Regions from separate parts of the Anas platyrhynchos genome. Here region 2 is linked to region 1. The links are chromatin contacts, called in public Hi-C maps. All regions are on one chromosome and are shown on one strand. The core of a region is the stretch at or near the end of the contact, and the rest is flanking DNA. Distances in the headings are between cores, read along the strand shown. Region 1 holds the start of MYNN (myoneurin). Region 2 holds the start of PRKCI (protein kinase C iota).

Region 1 (3,065 bases), core at 161-2,660:
GGGCTTGGGGTTGTGGGTTTGGGATCTAGGGTTTGGGGTTTACGGGTTTGGGGTTTATGGGTTTGGGGGTTTAGGGCTCGGGGTCGGTACCTGGTGGCTGGGTCCGAGCTCCAGGAGGTGGAGTCAGGAAGCTGGGAAACAGGGGGTGGGAGCTGGGGTCTGGGGGCGGAGACCTGGGGGCTCGGGATTGGGGGTTAGAATTTGGGGGCTGGGGCTGGGGCTGGGCTCAGGGGCTGAAATCTGGGCCTGTAACCACCCCAGGAGGTGGATTTGGCGCTGTAGGAAAAAGTGGTTTCAAATGGCACTTTGGCGTGAAACATCAACCCAAGGTGCGGCGTTCTATTTACTTACACAGACAGGCTGAAATATATCGCAAATGGATCGGGTGATTTTTGAAAATCGAGACCTCAAAGTTTCTCTGTCAGGTGAACGCTGCGATTGGTGGTGGTAGGACCCTTTCTCAGCCAGCAACGAAGATTTTCGACGTGGTTCAAATAAAAACCCAAAAGGTGGCGGGTCCAGCAGGTGTAAATCTCAGGGCTGTGTGTGGTGGTGGCGGTCTGTGTCCCCAATTCTCTGCCTGAAGGAGAGGGGGAAAAGATGCTCCGTCAGCCTGCACGCTCCAAGAAGTCACCTGCTTTTCCCTGAAACCGTACCAGACTACGCAGGGCCTTTTCCCACGTGAGAAGTGTTATAACGAAAGGCACCACAAACCCACAGCACCGCCGTTAGGAGCACAAACAACCTGTTTGTTCCCACAGCCCCGCTGAGGCTGCCTGTGGCAGGTGGGGCAGCGGGCAGTCACTGTCCCTGGGGGTGGTGCTTGGGGACACGGCTCAGTGGGTGATGGTGGTAGGGGGTGGTTGGATCAGGCGATTTTAGGGCTTTTCAACCCTAATGGTTTTGGGATTCTGGGGGGGAGGCCGCAGCCTGCTGTGAGGTGAGAGCCATGAGGGGGATGGCCGCAGAACTGGCTCCCGAGCGGGGTTTCCGTAGTGTAGTGGTTATCACGTTCGCCTAACACGCGAAAGGTCCCCGGTTCGAAACCGGGCGGAAACACCGGCGGGTGGCTCGCCTTTTCTTTTTTTTTTTTTTTTTTTTTCTCCCCTATATATTTCTCGACGTCGTGCTAGAAAGCAATCGAGGTCCGCCAGCGCTGCTGAGCCGGAGCCACGAATTGCTTTGAACTGCAAGCACCAACACGGAGACATGTCAGAGCCTTCAGTCCCAGCGGGACTACATCCCCCAGCATGCACCGCTCCCTAGCACCCTACACCCCAGCACTACCGCGCCGCGGTGCATCACGGGAGCTGTAGTCCACACCTCCCCGACCCTCCCAGCGGTCGTTCCGCGGCCCGTCCCGCCCCGTTCCCCTCCGGGCGGTGCCCGCCGGGTCCCCGCTCCCCCCGCAGCCTCCCCGTGCCCTTCTCCGGTCCCCGGCGGTCCCGGGAGCACCGGAAGTGGCGTGCGGGAAGCGGCGGCGGCACAACATGGCGGCCTGAGGCGGAGGCGCCGCCGCTTCCTCCCGCTCGTCCCCGCCGCAGGTGCGGGAGGCGCCGCCGCCTCAGGGCTGGGCCCGGGGGGGAGCGGCTGAGGCGGGCCCGGCCCGGCCCGGCGGGACCCGGGGGACACCGGGGAAGGGCTGAGGAGGGGCCCGGCCCCCGGAGGTTGCGGCCCGGCCGCTCCCCGTTGTCCCCCGGTGCTCCCCGGGTCCAGCCCCGGCGGCCGGGAGCTCCCCGCGGCTCTGAGGAGAGCCCCGTGAGGGAGGCGGCCGTGGGGGAGGGGGGGGGGGTCAGAGCTGGGGTGTCTGTCAGCATTAACTTTATTTTGAGGGAAGGGGGGGGGGAAAAGTGAAATCCGGTGTGTAACGGGGCTGCTTCGCTTTCCCAGGACGGAGGAGAGGCCGCTGGCAGGATGCAGTACGCCCATCACTGCGAGCACCTGCTGGAGAGGCTGAACAAGCAGCGCGAAGCCGGCTTCCTCTGCGACTGCACCGTGGTCATCGGCGAGTTCCAGTTCAAGGCGCACCGAAATGTGCTGGCTTCCTTCAGCGAGTACTTCGGGGCCTTCTACCGGGACGCCTCGGACAACAACGTCGTCTTGGATCAGACTCAAGTCAAGGCTGACGGGTTCCAAAAGCTCCTGGAATTTATTTACACGGGGAACTTGAACCTTGACAGGTAACGCGTGCGGATAGAAAATAGGGAAACAAACCGTGTTGGGGCAGTGCTGGGTTTTTTGTTTGTTGTAACACATCTGGGAGGAGCACAGTAGTGGATGTGATGCATACAAACCATTGAAGATCTTCTGTTTGCATGCTTCAGGGTAGCACATGACATACGAGTCCCAAAACAAAAGTATGTTGTCAGATATTTTGCTGATAGGTGCAGTTTCTTGAGTCTTTCTGTCAGGATCAGGAAGGATTAAAAATCCTGTGTGGTTACTGGGAGAGGGAGGGATAACTCCATTCTTCCCGAAGTTGGATTATAAGAGCCCTTTTTCCAGTCAACACACAGAAACTATACTTGTTTTCCCCCTTGTGGAGGTGTTTTTGTGCATGTTGTGTTACTTTGTGTACAGGGAGGGTTCTTCGCAGTGCTGCTCTCTCAGGGAAAAGAAAGAGGCGTGGCTCATTCAGCTGTGACTACTCAGAGGCACTTAGCCCAGAAGTGTAACTCCTGTTGCAATGTCTGGTGTCAAATGCATCCAGAAAAAAACTTTGTTGCTGCCAATGTCTGGAAACTCAGACTGAGAATTTTAAAAGCCTGGGCACAGGCTATCCTTTCGCTGTTGTTTCTGTCTCTAATTTAGCTACAAGTTTTAACGCTAATAGAGCAACTCCCACAGCAGTGCCTCAAAGTTGGTGCCTCAGGCTTTGGAAGTCTCTGGGTTCGTTCGGGGTGGCTGGGATCTCTGAAAGAAGCGGGCTGTGAACGTGCTGCTCTTACCCAGACAGAGCTGTTTGTGTAACACCTGGGGTTCTGCTGGCGTGTACCTGTCAGCCTGCGATGTATCCCTGCTGCAGCTCCCGTTGTCTTCTGTGATGGCAGGGGCATGTGTGAACC
Region 2 (3,065 bases), core at 162-2,661, 150 kb after region 1:
GCGGGAGGCTGCTGCCCGAGGGCTTCTTCAGTAAACGGGGTGTTAATAAATCTGTGGGATTAGCTGTAAGACGTGTGTTGTGAGGGGGCTGTGTGAAGGTTAAAGGCAAGAAAGGGCCTGCCCAGAGGGCTTTTCTATGTTAGTTGTTCAAAGACTCACAAACGGGAGGTGGCACCTGATGTCTCAGGAATATGAAACTGAAGGGAGTTTTAGATCAGTTAGCCTAGCTTCCAGTTCTTCCTGCAACATATTGGTTCTAAGCCTCTCCCTGCTAAGGGGATGAGAGCTTTTTGGAACTGACCATAATTGAGCAGAGTTGAATTACACCATTACTTAAGCGTAGGTGGTAGCGGCTGCTTTGCACTACCTGGCATAGAAGAAAAAAGCCCAGCCTCCACGCCGACAATTAGCCACCGTACCGCATAAAGTTAACTCAAATCTTGCATGGGATATCCTGACAAACTCAGTACCTCTCCTGTCATGAAATGTTTTCCTCTTTGTGATGGAATACTCTTAGAGATCTTGCAGGAAACTTTTTGTTAAATTGTAGAGCAAGGTATCGTTAAGATACAGCAAGGTATTTCCTGCTGTGTGAAATTGATGCAAGACTGTTTGGAAACTGGGTGGAGCAAGGAAGTTTCTTCTGAGGAGGAAAAATACCTGCTGCAGGAAGGCCAGGTAGCAAGGCAAAAAGTTTTGTGCTTCGTAACCTCTTGCAAGGAAAACAGCACATGGGGCCTTAAGTTACTTTATCATCAAAGAGAGAAAAAACAAAACAAAACAAAAAAAACAGAGCAAGGTGCACGATTGGAATGTGCAGGTCTCGTGTAGCAGCCGCACGAAGCGGCTGAACGCCGCGCTGCTTTAACAAACAGCCGGGAACGGTGCCGATTACAGCAAGGAGGTAGTGAGGAAAAAAGGAAGTGTTTGCACACTATCAGAAAAAAAAAAAAAAAACACAACAAAGGTTAGGTTACCTATTCCTCAGGATTCCCAGAAGCGTCAAGGAAGTGCAGGGCAAAATAAATACGCGTTATCAACGACGCTACCAACGCGTTGTTAAACAGGGAAATCCTAAAAGAACCTATTTAGGATTAACAGTTCTGATAAAATACCTTTCCCTAAATCCTAAACATTCCATTCCTTTTAGCTAGGAAGCACCCTTTGTGTTTTTTTTAAAGAAAACCACAAACCACCACACCAGCTGTAGAAGCCCCTGCCCGTGCTCGCTCCCGCGCAGCCGCGGGGCCGCCCCCTGCCCGGCAGCCGCTGCGCGCTCCCGGCGGGCCGTACCAAGCGGCGGGGACACAGAGGGGGATCCCTTGTGCCCCGCCCTCCCCTCTCCCTCACGGGGGTGCGGGCGCCTCTTGGGCTCCTCCACTCTCCCCCCCTCTTTTTCCTCCCCGCAGTGGTTCCGCCCGGCCTGGGCGGGCTGAGGGCCGGCGGGGGGCGCGCGGCCGCCGCCTCCTCCTCGTAGCGCGGCCCCGGCCCCGGCCGCCGCCGCCGCCCCGGGGATGCCGACACAGCGGGACGGCAGCGGCACCATGACGGCTCCGGGCGGCGGAGGGGGCGGCCTGGGCGGGGACGGAGGCCACCAGGTCCGCGTGAAAGCCTACTACAAGGGGTGAGTGAGGCGGCGGCAGGGCCGGGGGCCCGCCCGGTGCCTCCCCGGTGCTTCCCCGGTGCCTCCCCTCACGGCCGTGCCCGCGCTGCCCCCCCCCCCTCCCCCGCGGGGCTCTCGGTGCCACAGTCGGGGAAAATGAGGAAAAAAATAGGGGTTTTGGGGCCGGGAGCTGCGTGTGGGGATCTGTTTGGGGCTGAAGGAGGAGAGTTGGGCTGAAAACCTGCCCTGTAGGGTCCTGGGGTGCTCCCTGGGGTTTCTGAGGGAGCCGAGTGGCAGCGAGGTGCTGGGGGCCTGCAGGGGGAGAGGCTGGGTGCTGCTGTCCTGCAGCAGCGTGTAACGACACATATAATCTGATATAATATAATATAAAGGGTGCCCTGCTGGGGGTGCGCAGCGCCCTGTTGGGCACCGACAGTTAGAGGAGCCGGCCTGAAAAGTCTGAGAGCAAGGTTCGTGGGGCCGTGGAGGTGGGTGGGAGGTGATCTCATCAGAAAACAACGCAGGTTGTGTTTTTGGGTTCGGATGGAGCTCCAGGCACTCTCAACAGCTTCCTTCCAGTTACCTGGGTTAAGTACGAGAAAAAACTTTCTATATTTACGGTGCTCACTGTCTGATATCTATAGTCTTATAGTTTTAAGGAGCAGTATATGCCTTGTAAATGCCTTGCTGAGCACTTGGCATTTGGTAATGCCCTTTGTTTCTGGGCTGTGTCTGCTCTGGGGCTTTTCTTGGCAAAAGTGCTGTAGGATCTGTGTAAAAGTGGCATAATCTGTGGTTTTATGAGGTCTGTGAAATGCTTTCAAACTAATAGTACGTGAAACTCTCTGCTCTTTTACAGTCCCTTTAATGCCCTATTTCTTAAAGGAGTGGAGATGGCCCTGGCCATTAGCTGACAGAAGTGTTCATTTTGTCAGGCAGCGAACTAAAGTGGAAACTGCTCTGGATTAAAACCATTTATTTTTCTTCTGCTGGGTCAGTTTTAATCTTGATCACTTCCACATGCAATCATTTGACTTCTTGCTTTAGCGCTGGGAGGCTGTGGCGCAAGAAGAGAGATAAAGCAGCCCAGGGTTGTGGGAGTGCAGAAGAAAACTGCTACATCGGAGAGGAATGCTGGCTCATGACACTTTAAATATTAGGTAGCAATTTCACAGGCGCTGGAATGTTTCCTTTGAGTTTCAACTGAGTTTCATCTGCTGACTTTTTAACTGTTAATGCAATTGTCAGTTTACTTTTAATAGTGGCACTGAATCATATGGGCAGTTGGTTAACCAACAAACTAACAGGCTGAATGCCTTTGTAATGATTCATTTCGAGGTCTAAACAAATTATTCTCTCTGCTCTCCTACAAAGCAAGTCTCATGCCCACTTCTCAAGCTAGCGTTATCAAGAAATGGATAGCAAAGGAAAACATTTTACTTGTGCTGGAATGACTTGAAGA

The links. Hi-C and Micro-C count contacts between places; a contact is called where the count stands out from the background.
Region 2: a Hi-C map of subcutaneous adipose tissue shows a contact between it and region 1, with 2.0 times the contacts expected there. The contact joins the promoter of PRKCI here to the promoter of MYNN in region 1. A contact is called at or near these places in 2 of 8 Hi-C or Micro-C datasets (small yellow follicle and subcutaneous adipose tissue).

What each region holds. Positions count from the first base shown.
Region 1 is chr9:4,755,508-4,758,572 of IASCAAS_PekinDuck_T2T, forward strand. It overlaps MYNN (myoneurin), which reads left to right and starts at 1,411. Exons shown (of 8, transcript XM_027463988.3): 1 at 1,411-1,544; 2 at 1,891-2,180. The coding sequence starts at 1,915. TRNAV-AAC (transfer RNA valine (anticodon AAC)) reads left to right here and starts at 987; the gene lies at 987-1,059.
Region 2 is chr9:4,901,854-4,904,918 of IASCAAS_PekinDuck_T2T, forward strand. PRKCI (protein kinase C iota) reads left to right here and starts at 1,412. Exons shown (of 18, transcript XM_027464259.3): 1 at 1,412-1,624. The coding sequence starts at 1,515. It overlaps PHC3 (polyhomeotic homolog 3), which reads right to left and starts at 1,166. Exons shown (of 15, transcript XM_027464250.3): 1 at 978-1,166.